Regions from separate parts of the Mus musculus genome. Here all the other regions are linked to region 1. The links are chromatin contacts, called in public HiCAR-type and promoter capture Hi-C maps. All regions are on one chromosome and are shown on one strand. The core of a region is the stretch at or near the end of the contact, and the rest is flanking DNA. Distances in the headings are between cores, read along the strand shown. Region 1 holds the start of Lig4 (ligase IV, DNA, ATP-dependent). Region 2 overlaps Col4a2 (collagen, type IV, alpha 2). Region 3 has its middle 5.6 kb from the start of Gm15418.

Evidence for each region. Promoter capture Hi-C pulls out the DNA fragments that hold promoters and counts their contacts. HiCAR-type assays count read pairs that join an accessible place to other places.
Region 2: a contact with region 1 is called in a HiCAR-type map of astrocytes, with 2.4 times the contacts expected there. The contact joins the enhancer-like site here to the promoter of Lig4 in region 1. A contact is called at or near these places in 3 of 39 promoter capture datasets (the 3T3-L1 cell line, the C10 cell line and embryonic stem cells), 2 of 115 datasets of contacts at active chromatin or transcription factors (astrocytes and embryonic forebrain) and 1 of 9 other capture datasets (adipose tissue).
Region 3: a promoter capture Hi-C map of hippocampal neurons shows a contact between it and region 1, with 6 times the contacts expected there. The contact joins the enhancer-like site here to the promoter of Lig4 in region 1. A contact is called at or near these places in 19 of 39 promoter capture datasets (the 3T3-L1 cell line, 3T3-L1-derived adipocytes, the C10 cell line and 10 more), 10 of 484 Hi-C or Micro-C datasets (the HL-1 cell line, the N1E-115 cell line, adipose-derived mesenchymal stem cells and 7 more), 12 of 115 datasets of contacts at active chromatin or transcription factors (T-cell acute lymphoblastic leukemia, astrocytes, embryonic forebrain and 9 more) and 3 of 9 other capture datasets (adipose tissue, embryonic stem cells and liver).

Annotation. Positions count from the first base shown.
Region 1 is chr8:9,974,458-9,978,250 of GRCm38.p6, reverse strand. It overlaps Lig4 (ligase IV, DNA, ATP-dependent), which reads left to right and starts at 1,940. Exons shown (of 2, transcript NM_176953.4): 1 at 1,940-2,220. Abhd13 (abhydrolase domain containing 13) reads right to left here and starts at 534. Exons shown (of 2, transcript NM_001081119.1): 1 at 232-534.
Region 2 is chr8:11,349,797-11,353,589 of GRCm38.p6, reverse strand. The region is part of intron 3 of Col4a2 (collagen, type IV, alpha 2); the gene reads right to left. Among named protein-coding and RNA genes, the nearest start is that of Gm46030, 12 kb to the right of the region's middle. Within about 2 kb of position 2,004, at least 12 of the 459 cell types and tissues checked have an H3K27ac peak or open chromatin away from gene starts, as enhancers often do.
Region 3 is chr8:11,180,276-11,184,068 of GRCm38.p6, reverse strand. No RefSeq gene overlaps it. Among named protein-coding and RNA genes, the nearest start is that of Gm15418, 5.6 kb to the left of the region's middle. Within about 2 kb of position 1,693, at least 37 of the 459 cell types and tissues checked have an H3K27ac peak or open chromatin away from gene starts, as enhancers often do.

The DNA.
Region 1 (3,793 bases), core at 691-3,190:
AAAAGAGGCCCAGTGACTTCAAGTGTGCGACAACTCTCTGGATTTTATGGCCCCGTCGCCCGCAGCTGCGAGGTTAGCAGGTCTGCACCTGTTACAGACAAACGCGCCCAGTCCCTCCGACCCAAGCCCGGGGTTTGCTGGCCGACTGTTCTGGGAGTAGATACGGGCTCCCGAATCCGAGCTGCGGGGTGAGGAGGTCGGGGAGGCCGCCCGCGTCCCCGCCGCACTTACTCAGGCTCGCGGGCGGGCTGCGCAGTCGGCCGCGGGCTCGGAACCCGGCTCCGCGCTGCAGCGAGGCCCCGCGCCGCCCCCGCCGCTCCTCATCGTCTTCCTCCCGCCGAGGGGCCGCCGTCGCCACTGTCTAGCCCGGAGCTCCTGCGGCGCGGCGGGCCCAGCTGGCGCAGCCTCCACTTCCGGCTCGCGCGCGGTGTCCCTGGCAAATAACCCCGCCGGCCCCCACATAACCTGTTCTCCAGCTTCCTCCCGGGAGCGCGAAGCCAACCTGTGCACCCCTATGCGCATGCGCAGGACACTGGGCTCCGCCTTCATGCTACGGTAGCCCGTAGGGGCAAGATACATCTCGGCGTTTCCAGTCAACTGCTGCCTGAACACATTTCGGAGAACAAGGAGTTTCTCTTCTCTCCTCTTCTCCCCTCCTCTCCCAAATGTGCCTGCTCTTGGCTATGCTCTTTCACTTATCTGCACTAAACTTTCTCTTCCACCATGCCTAACTTTCAGGTAGTTATGCCCTTCCTTTTTACTTTTTTTTCCCCCCACTCTGAGGATAAAACAAATTTGGTTCTCCATTAACCATGCAGCTAAAAAGCACATTAGAGCAAGAGCTTTGAATTAACTAATAGCTTTTCTCGGCTCATAATTTGTGGTTCTTTCGTATCAGTAAAGCAGAGCCCGACCTGTGCCTGACGTCGGAGCGCAGGAGCAGTTGAATAAGACACGGATGTGTAAGAGTTGTACAAGCTGTACGAGCACCGCTGATGCTCCTGTACAGTAACGTGTGGCTTTGCAACACCACAGGGAAACTATCGTGAGACTAAGGGAAACTACAGAGAAAATAACTGGCCACACGGAGCCGTAGGATCTGGCCCCACTTTAAACTAGCCCTGGACTGTCGGCCTTGTGAAATGCAGCGTAAACACATTAGACAACCCCTGAAAGCAATTGACACTCTAGTGTCTCACCAGGACTGCAAAGTTTCACCTTCAAAGAAAGTGTTCCCCACACTTTGCCTATAATTTCTGAACTCTTATTGGTGGAGTAGGGCAGGTCATAGCCACCAATGCCAGTGGAAAGTAAGAGTTTCTGAGACGTGGAGCGTACGTTTATACTTCTATTTTGAGTATCTAGTATAGTTATTGAGTGACAGTAAGGTGTTCAATAACACTATCAGCTAGCTTTATTCCAAATCACCGAGCACCATTGAAAAGCCTTTAGTCCATGTAAGTATGTTTCTGCGCCATGAATTATTTATTACTATGTAATACATAATTATTTTTATTATTATGTATTATTTCTGCACAGTGAAAAGGCTACCAAGAACACAGAACCTGAATTAATTTTGCAAAAGTCTTTTTCTGGAGCCCTAGACTTTTTAGGTGGGAGGATTCTCTTCTGTCCTGGAAGTCTTCAGAAGCCAGTCCTGTCAGGGCAGCAACCCAGGCTCCAAGTTCCTCAAATTCGGCTCAACGATGACATCCAGCGGCGAGGGACCGAACATCCTTTGCTACAGGCAGAGACAGTGGAGGCGCGCTGCGCAGGCGCTCTGAGCCGCCGCGCCGGCCCGCCCCTGCCTCGCCTGTGCCTTTAAAAGCCGGCAGGCTCGCCTGTTCCCACTGCGCCTGCGCGGCAAGCAGCTGGCGGAAACGCCCGGCCGGCTTCTTGTGGCGGCAGCTTCCGGTCGGAGTGGGGCGGGGCAACCTCTGCTAAGCAAGTGGTGTGGCGGGTTGGAGGAGGCAGGGAGGTTCTTGGTCCTAGGGAGGCTGCGTCCTTCCCGTGCTTTGTCCCAGCGTCACCACCCGCCTTCCACGGTGCAGCCGGCTCGCTGGGGACTGATTTCAGGTGGCAGCCACCGGGTGAAGAAATCGTGTCCTGATGCTTAGTTGTATCCGCACGCTGCCCTGCCCCCTGCCACCTAGCTACCTGGGACCTGCGCGCTCCCCCAGCTCCTTCATTCGGCAGGGTTGGGGTTCACGGGCTGCTTAGGTAAGCAAAGCACTAATGCAACAGGTATGGAGGCACCTTCCAAAGCCTGTGGTCATCGACTTTACCACGAGTTAAAATGTTTGAGTGCATTTGAACTTCAGCACCTGAAGCCTGCCAACGAACTTAATTGTTTTATTGGGGATGGAAAGCATAATATCAAACCTCCGAGTGATAAAACAGCAGAAATTCAAATAGTTAACTCCTGTAGTTGGTGTTGAACAAAATGTGTGTGTTTGATAGCAATTTGAATTCTTGGTTTTCTGTGTTGATAGTTGTTTTAAGATGCTCGTGTATTCACACCATTGCCTACAATACACTATTATTATAAACGCAACTTGAATCGTTTGCTCCAGCTCGTTGAGAAAAAGTTCGAGACTATATGTATTCTCCAGATATACCTATAGAAGTGCACTTGTATTGGGACATTCAGAAAGTATTTAATACACGTCATCTTACATGCGTTGTACAGAAATTATAACTGTAGTATTATGCACCACCATGTACCCACTTGAAGGACCCAGGTGGCTGGTGCAGTCAGTTATGCAAACCAGCTTCAACAAGGGAAGCAGTTAACCAAAATTGTAGTTACAGATGTCAGAAGATACAGTCCCAGGTGGCTTATCTTGATCTGACCTGCTGATTTAGTTGTGTTTCCTCTGTGAAAAATACGACTTAGAAGTGATGTTTGTTTTGTCCTCTATAAGCTACTAATGCTGTGAATAGTTTCCAGAGCAGGCTGAACTATGTTTGATGTCTATTTAACCAGCCCAGCCCTGATCCCCTCCTCCTTTTTCCATAAAGCATTTAATAATTAGTTCCACAAACAAATTTGAGCTATATGATATTCATCACTGGGAGCACAAATTGCCACTTGATGTGAGACTTTTCTTTGTGGAGTAGGGAAGTAGAGTATGAGGAATTTCATAATCTCCACTGCCTGGCCAGATACTGTTGTCTGAAGTCACATAATAAAGCATTAGTTGTTTTTCCTGGAACATGCATTTTACTTGAAATTATTTTTAGAATACTTGTTTGACTATTATATAGTTTAAGTTGCATTAAAGTAACTGACATGCATTCCTGTAGAACATGTAGGGATATTTAAAACTTTGCAAAACTTCACACTTGTGTTAATATATGTTAGGGAACATTCTAAATCCTGTTCATTCATTTCCTTGATTTCCAAAACCTTTGGCGAAAAGGCAGTGATTACTAGGGTTGGGATTTTGATATTTGGTAAAGCACTGTGTTAGCATAGTTTGATCTCTTTGTGCCTTTTGTTCTTTACAGTGTATATGCTGTCGTCATAAAGCAGAAGCAACCCTATCATACTGCCTGGCTCATGTGTAGTCACTGAATATTTGGGAAATAGCAGGCAGAAAAATATGAACAAAAATTATAAATTAGGGCAGTGGTGGCACGTGCCTTTAATCCCAGCACTTGGGAGGCAGAGGCAGGCAGATTTCTGAGTTCGAGGCCAGCCTGGTCTACAGAGTGAGTTCCAGGACAGCCAGGGCTACACAGAGAAACCCTGTCTTGAAAAACCAAAAATAAATTAATTAATTAATATTTG
Region 2 (3,793 bases), core at 755-3,254, 1.4 Mb before region 1:
TGGGGCAGGGGATTTTCTGGCTTCCTTGTCCCTATCCCAACATTTCTGATGAAAGAATGGAGAGCCTGGATCAAGTGGCCAGGAGTGGGGCTGGAGTGCGGCTGGGGTTGGGCTGGGAGGGCTGGACTTTCTCTCTCAGACTATGCCCACAGGACACTGAAAATTAAGTATCCTTATGAAGATCTTTCTCCTCTTCTTACCTAAGTCAAGCACCAGCTGTGGTCCCCATGATACCCCACAGACAGGTTAGGACAGCCCTTCCCCGTGCTAGAGCGAGAGAGCATGTAAGCGCAGAGACTCAGTCTGTCCCATCTTGGCCACAGTCTGCTGCCGTCCAGCTCACAGAGCCCAGGCTGTTGGCAGTTACGACTAAGGCAGTGTACGTAGATATTGTTTGCTTCTGACATTCACTCAGCCAAGCTTTCTGCAAGCGGGGCCCAGAAGATGACAGTACCCCTCTAACGTCATAAAGCTTTTAACCACAGAATTAAAACTGCCTTCTTTACTTTTATATTTTTGAGCACATGTGTATTTTGCTGGTGGTGCCTATGGAGAGGTCGGTGAACAGCTCTGGGATCTGGCTCTCTCTCTCTTTGGAATCATGTGGGTTCCAGGGATCGAACTCAGGTCATCAGGTTCGGTAGCAAGTCCTTTCCCTGATGAGCCCATCTCACCAGTCCTAATGCAGAGTTTTCATTCTGGGTTAAGCCTCAAAAACGAAGTGGAAGGACTCGGGGAGACGCACAGGAGCCCGTTGTGTTCCTGTGGAGATGCCAACCGTGTTGCTATGGACCTTCTCCTGTTTTACATGACTTGCAGAGCCCAGGATCCATCCACAAGCAGCCTTGGGTATGCAGGCCGCCACCGACATCTGACTCAGCACCATCTGGCCGCAGTTCATCTTGGGGATCTGCGAGCCTTCGGGCTTTTTTTGTACAGACATTTCCTCCAGCGATCTCACCCCACTGCCCTGTAGTTGGAGCCCCATGATGATTCTCTACCTAATCTACTGTCTGATGGATTTTAAAAAAGCCCAGCATTCTCAGATCTTTTAAGAAGCAGTTCTCTCAGAGCTCTTTCTTGAGTTAATAAAACAGCAGGAGGCCCATGGTGTAAGAGTAAACATATATAAAAATACCTTAGTGCCTTTGAAATAGGAATCTATGCTTTTATCAGACCGTGTGTGTATGTGTGTGTGTGTATGTGTGTGTGTGTATGTGTGTGTATGTGTGTATGTGTGTGTATGTGTGTGTGTATGTGTGTGTGTATGTGTGTGTATGTGTGTGTGTGTATGTGTGTGTATGTGTGTGTGTATGTGTGTGTGTGTGTATGTGTGTGTGTATGTGTGTGTATGTGTGTGTGTATGTGTGTATGTGTGTGTGTGTGTGTGTGTGTGTCTTCAGCACACATTCACACTGTGGCTCATCTAGTCCAGGTTTTGAAGATAATATTTCTAGAAATAAAGTACAAGTTGAAATGTGGGTTTTGTCAAAGACTCTGGGCACTGAGGCACGAGCCTGGATGGGTCATATAACCATAACCCAGCTAGACAATTATCTTGGCAGTTGCCTCTCATTCACCAACAATTCACTCAGGAGTTATTGGGAACGTGTCGGGAAGGCTTCAATTGAGAAGGGAAAGACCTATGCTCTTATTCTCCAGCTGCCGACTCACAGGGTATTTTTAATTTTGATTTTAGAGCAACTTGCCAAGTCCCTGTATATAAATGAATAGTTGAAATGATTTTAAAGGTTTCAATTTGATCCGACAGGCTTCCTAGTCTGGAGGTTGGGGCTGTCCCTGAATTTAATTGTAGAAACTAGCAATATCAGTTGGAGCACTCTGTCTCCTGAACTGAGGGCCAAACAGCACCGGGAGGCAGCTTAGACGTCAGTCCAGTTCCTCAGTCCAGTTCCGCCATGGGCCCTTCCAGCCATCTCACCTGTCCTGCAGGGACTCTCTTATGAATTCCAGCATCTACAAGAGCCCTCAGGAAGTCAGGTGGAGTGTCTGGTCTCTAGGACAAACAGAAATATTGACACACTGGGGCAGAGCATGTGCTCCAGTCGGACTCTTAGAGACCGGACATGTCTCTGGACTGAATGACTGCATTCTCCCAGCAGGATGTGGGGCTCTGGAACATTCTCAAGATGTGAATGCCTTCCCAAGACTGTGGGTGAGGATAGAGGGGAACTGGTGTGGGCCGTGTGTCTGGAGATCTGTCCCCTGCCTCCAAAAGGAACTCTGTCAGCACACACGAGCCATCGCTCCACACTTGGAGTCTGATTCTTGATTCCACTGCTCGGCACTATCCACGGACAAATCACAATCCTAATTCCTGCCGAGTACTTAATAAAAATGGTGGTTCCTTCTCCCTTGACCATCCTGCGGAGCCTGCTCACCACCTCAGTGATGGAGACCATCCTGGACTTTATTTCTATCCTCTCAAGAGTGAGCTTCCCCTTATGAGTCCTCTCTAAGCATTTTATATTTCTCATTTTACAAAAATCACAGGTTAAAACCCGGGCCCCAGGAGTACCTGGCCATAGCAGCTAAGATGAAGTTCCTAGAATGGGGAGGCTCCCATTACCTCACCGGGTGCTGTGGGCTGCCCACATCCATTCAGCTGAGCTGGCCAGACTGCTTTTGGGATGTCATCAATTGCAGGGTAAAAAGAACTCACGGCCCAAGGTGGCATTTCACCGAAGATCCCCAAAGTTGCCATGAAAGTCTCATTCCCTGAGACACCAGCCTCACATGTCCTCCCTCGGGATTCTGGGACCAGTAAGGAGCCTGTGTCGTGGGCTTGTTGTCCTGTGAGAGGGTATCCAGTACTCTGAAAGCAAACTATCTGGATGCTGCAAGCGTGGCTGAGGCCAATCATTGGCTTTCTCTTGACAAGTTCATTCACTCCTCGCTCACTTGTGGACTTGCATTTCCCATTCACACTCTTCTCTCTCATTCACACTCACGAAGTCCCTCACTTGCACATGCCAGCCATTGTCTCACCCTCGGCTAACTGCTTACTGTGGACGATGTAGTGTGCTAGGCTCTGGCATAAAGCAGAGACATGTTAGACATAGTCCCTGCCTACATCGTGTGTGAATACGTAGAGATGACTGCTTAAGTATATAAGTCAATGCCTAGATGGACATCGCTTGAATTGTGGTACAACGTTTTGAGGAAGAGGGTATCTGGAAACTAAGCCGGGAAGGAGGTGATGGGTAAAAGCATACTTGACAGACTCACTCAGACTTGCCTAAATGCTGTCCCTATGCAGGCTGCCTTGCTGGCATCTGTCTGTGGGTCACGCTACCAAACATAGCAAGGACTAGGGATGTCAATCATCAACTCCTTCCTGGAGAAATCACACTAGCCCATCCAATCATCCGCCATATGAGATGCCGAACCCTGCCTACTAGATCAGCTCTGCAAACAAGACAGAAGACTGGCTGTGGCTATCAGCGGAGGGGAGGGGGCACTAACGTCTCCTTGCCATCAGCTTGGACAAATATGCTGTGTTGTGGAGCCCTGGTAATGTGGGAGTAAAGCCAAGTCTGGGGTAGGCATGCAGGAGTCATGGGGTGGGGAGAAATCCTGCAAATGTCCCAGGAGCAGGACTGTGTGGGCAGCTGAGAGAACAGCAGAACGCCACAGTCCTCAGAAAGTCAAGCAGCGCAGTGGCAAAGATGCTGGGTGAGGTAGAGGAGAGAGGATCTGGAGGTGGCTTCATAGGTGAAACGTGAGGAGAGACGATAGACTAGAGATAGGGATTGTCACCCAAATAGGTCAT
Region 3 (3,793 bases), core at 444-2,943, 1.2 Mb before region 1:
ATGACTGGCTGGGTGGGAGAGAGAAGCTTGCACAACTCTGTAGTGTTGGGCACAAACTGGAGCTCTATGGAAGACACTTTGGACCAAGTGTGACAGGTGAGGCTTTGGGCTGTGGTGCCCTCTGTCAACTCTAGTAACAGCTGTGGCTTCCAGAAGAATCCAATGACCCCGCGCTTCTCCGGCTGGTCTAACTGCTCACCTCTTGACATTGCCAGCGAGCTGGTTATAAATAGAAGCTGGACACGCTGCTTGTGTCCTGTTGCTAGGTGATCCCGATGGTTCCTGTGACATCATGTCCCTGGGAAGCCAACCTTCATCGCTGTCAAAATAGCTCCATAAATAGGCCAGTGGGCAGGAGTGGTGTTCCAGTAAATTCTGCAGTCTGCCCCTGCCTTATCAGGTAGTGTTCAGGAGCTGTTGGTGACACAGTTCGAACGTTGTCAGCCAGCAACTGTCCAGCCAAGTGACTGCTTGACCTAGAAACAGGGAGTCTGGCTTGCAGCTCACCGTTTGTGGTGAAAGACACCTATGCTTTGTGTTCCCCAGTTGCTTTTCATGCTTTGCACCAAGGGAAATCTGTCTTCGTGACTGGAACGTCTGACCCTGCTAAGCCCTTCCCAGGGTGTTCACATAGCAGTGTAGGAACAAACACGGATCCTGTGTGTTTGCTTTTAGTGATTCTTCACAGATCCTCTGTCCCACCTGTATGTTCCTCCATCCTTAGCACACGGCACAGAACTGAAAGATGAATTTTATTAAGAAGCCAAAAATCAAACCATTTTAAACAACCAGGCTTTTTGTCATACTGAGTCTCATGTCCAAGGTCAGAGCCATCTTTGCCACACTTTCAAACTACAGGTACCACTTTGGCTGGCGATGCCTGCAGCTGGTGAAGCCCTGGGTCCTAGACTGAGCTCCATATAAACCTGGCATGGTGACATATGACTGTCAACCCAGAATCTAGGAGGGTGAGGCTGTAAGAGCGAGGTCAGCCTTGGCTTTATGACACCCCTATGGTGGGGTGACTCTGGCTAGCTTTTCCTCTAATCTCTCCTCTCCACAGGTAGTGGGAAAATAAAGCAAACCCCACTATGTGAAACACTGGAAATAGCAGCTATGTGTGGCCGGCCGGCCCTCTCTGGTCCCGAGTATACAGTCGCAGAGCTAAGGTGTGCCGACATTGTTGTGGCTTAGAGTCACCATTTGAACTCACATGTCTGTTCTCTCCGGGGTGAAACGGTCCACCAACCCCTGCAGGGCAGGCTCCAGGGCTGGGCTGGCTGCTCAGCTGGAACAACAGAATGCCCCGTCATTGTGTGAGTGTGGAAGGAGCTGCATGCCGTGAGTGGAGGTTTTCTGGGCATGGAGTTTAATATCTGTGTCCAGAGTACCGCCAGAATCTGGGAAAGTGCTGCCCAGGTGACTCTGTGTGCCCATGGTTCTCACATGCGGTGAGCGTCTGTGTGCAGAATGCATGCATGTACATCATGTGCCTTTAGTGATTCTTTGAACATCCTTCCACCTCCACACGTCTTACCTGTCCCATTGATAGGTTTGGGGAGACCAGCCATAGATGTGCTCAAGTCACCTGTGGTTAGAGTCCATTATTCTGCAAAACAGCAGTGTCACACAGCAGTGGTGCACAGAGGTGTGAATGTCCTGCCAAGAGACCAATGAGGTAGGATGCAGAAGTGGCCCTTTTTCCTCACGTAGTCACCCTGCTGACGTCACCTAATGTGCTGCCGTAAGAAAATGTGTGAGGGCTTCTGTTCTCTGCTTCATTGGAGGCTAGAAATTTCCATGGAATGTCACTCACGTGCCTGTGTACATTTCCCATGACCCTGGTGTGAACTGGGCTCTCCTGCAGTCAGGAGTCTGAGAACAAAGCCACTGCAGCAGGTCCCCTGAGGGGTGGGTAGAGCCTTCCTGGCTCCTTCCAACTTCTCCAGCCCTGGCCTCTCTGGGCTCGTAGAGGCTCTACTCTCTCATCTTGGCTACCACCTCCGTACTGGAGTCTCCGTGTCTCTGTCCCAACAGAATGGTTTCCCTTCTCTCTTGACAGACCTGTGGACCAAGGTTCCTCGAGTGCCACTTCAGCATGGCCTCGCCTTATTCACTTCTGAATGGAGCTTATTTCCAAACAGGCACAAGGTCTGAGTTTCGGGGCTTTGACTTATCTAATCTTTTGGGTCACTCCATTCAATCACCACAGGACACTGCTTAGCCAGAAGCTCCACCCAAGGTGTCTTTCCCATAAGATTTCTGGTCATAGTTCATGTTAGGCCAGGTTTATTTTACCAAGAGGGTTATTACAGTGTCAGTGCTTTGGTCCAAAGACACAGGCACGGTTGCTTTTACTGTTAGGAAGTGCGATTTCAAATGTCCCTGAGCTGATTTTTGTCTGGCAGGAAATGCACCTGACTGGTGGTGTGTTTCTTTGTTGATGGTTTCTTTTCTGGAGGAAGGTGGTTAGAAAACCACAGTGGGCTTTGAGACATCTTGGGGTTGAGCACGACATAAGCCTAGGTTATAATTAGACTATCCTCTGCCATAGATTTCCTAAAAATGGCCTCCCAGCTCCTTAGAATGCGCAGCCTCTTAAATAATGGTCCTATTTGTTATTCATAATGGGACAGCCCGGCAATTGCCTTTTATTTAAGCGAAAGGTCAAGAGGTTTTGATTTAAACAGGGGTTGAATCAAAGGTGGCACATCTATATGAAAGATGGAAGGCAGGCATGTGGGCCCTGACTGCACGCTGTGACTGCTGCATTGTCTGTGGAAACTGAGGGGGGGGGGGGACAGTCCAGCCCACACTTTACATGCATGTTCATTGTTGCAGAAAGTCAGTCTATGTCTTGGCAAGTTCATTTCCTTACAAGAGGCCGTGTCTTCCGGCAAGAATGGGTCAGGTGTCAGGGGAGAGAGGGCTCCCATCCTAATGTCTGCTGGTAGGGAGAACAGAACACTGGAAGCCATGGTACTTTGCAGCTGAGACACACTGGTCTGATTATCTAGAAGGAATTGGTGGCTATTCATCCTCTGAAAGGCAGCCATTTAGCCTTCTTGTTGTAACGACCTTGAGGAGTCGCCATCTCACAGAATGGCCCCTTCTCACAGTGTAGGGGATTGCATGCTCACACCACTCTCCGTGGGAGCTGGACCGGATTCCACTGCACTTAGCTTCAGTAAGCAGCTTGGATTTCTTCTGACTGTACTTCGTAAGGCTATGAGTGACTCGGACCTCCATGTTGGTAAGGGAAGGGAGGTCTCACTCAGGTCTAGCTGTCAGGTGCCTGCTGCATCTCACCTCATTTAATTCCTACAAGCATGAAAAGTGACCATGTCCACTAAGGTGCTTCTGCTGAGAGGTGAAGCGATGTCCCTGGGTGCTCAGGATGAGACACTGTGCTTTGTCAGTGGCCACGGGAGCATTTCCGAGACTGGGACTCTCCTGTTGTGCTTGCTGGCCTCTGCTCATCTTCTCTTCCTCACTCTGAGATAAGCAGGGCTGGACTTCCTCTCTGTTACTTTGTTACTGGGCAGGAACTCGTTTAAAAAACTTCCTGCACCGGCCCATCTCCCAGCTCAGGGTCTCCACCATTGGTTCCAAGCTGATTCTGTACATCCCAGCTCCTGGAGGATGTTGGGAGCTGTCTGTGTTCTGACTGATGGACCAAGATTCAGAAAGACAGACTCTGGCCCTGACGAATCCACCCACAGTTTTAGGGCTACCAAGACTGATCAGATAACTGCATTCCTTGGAGCGATACCTATGAATATGTTGCGGTCTT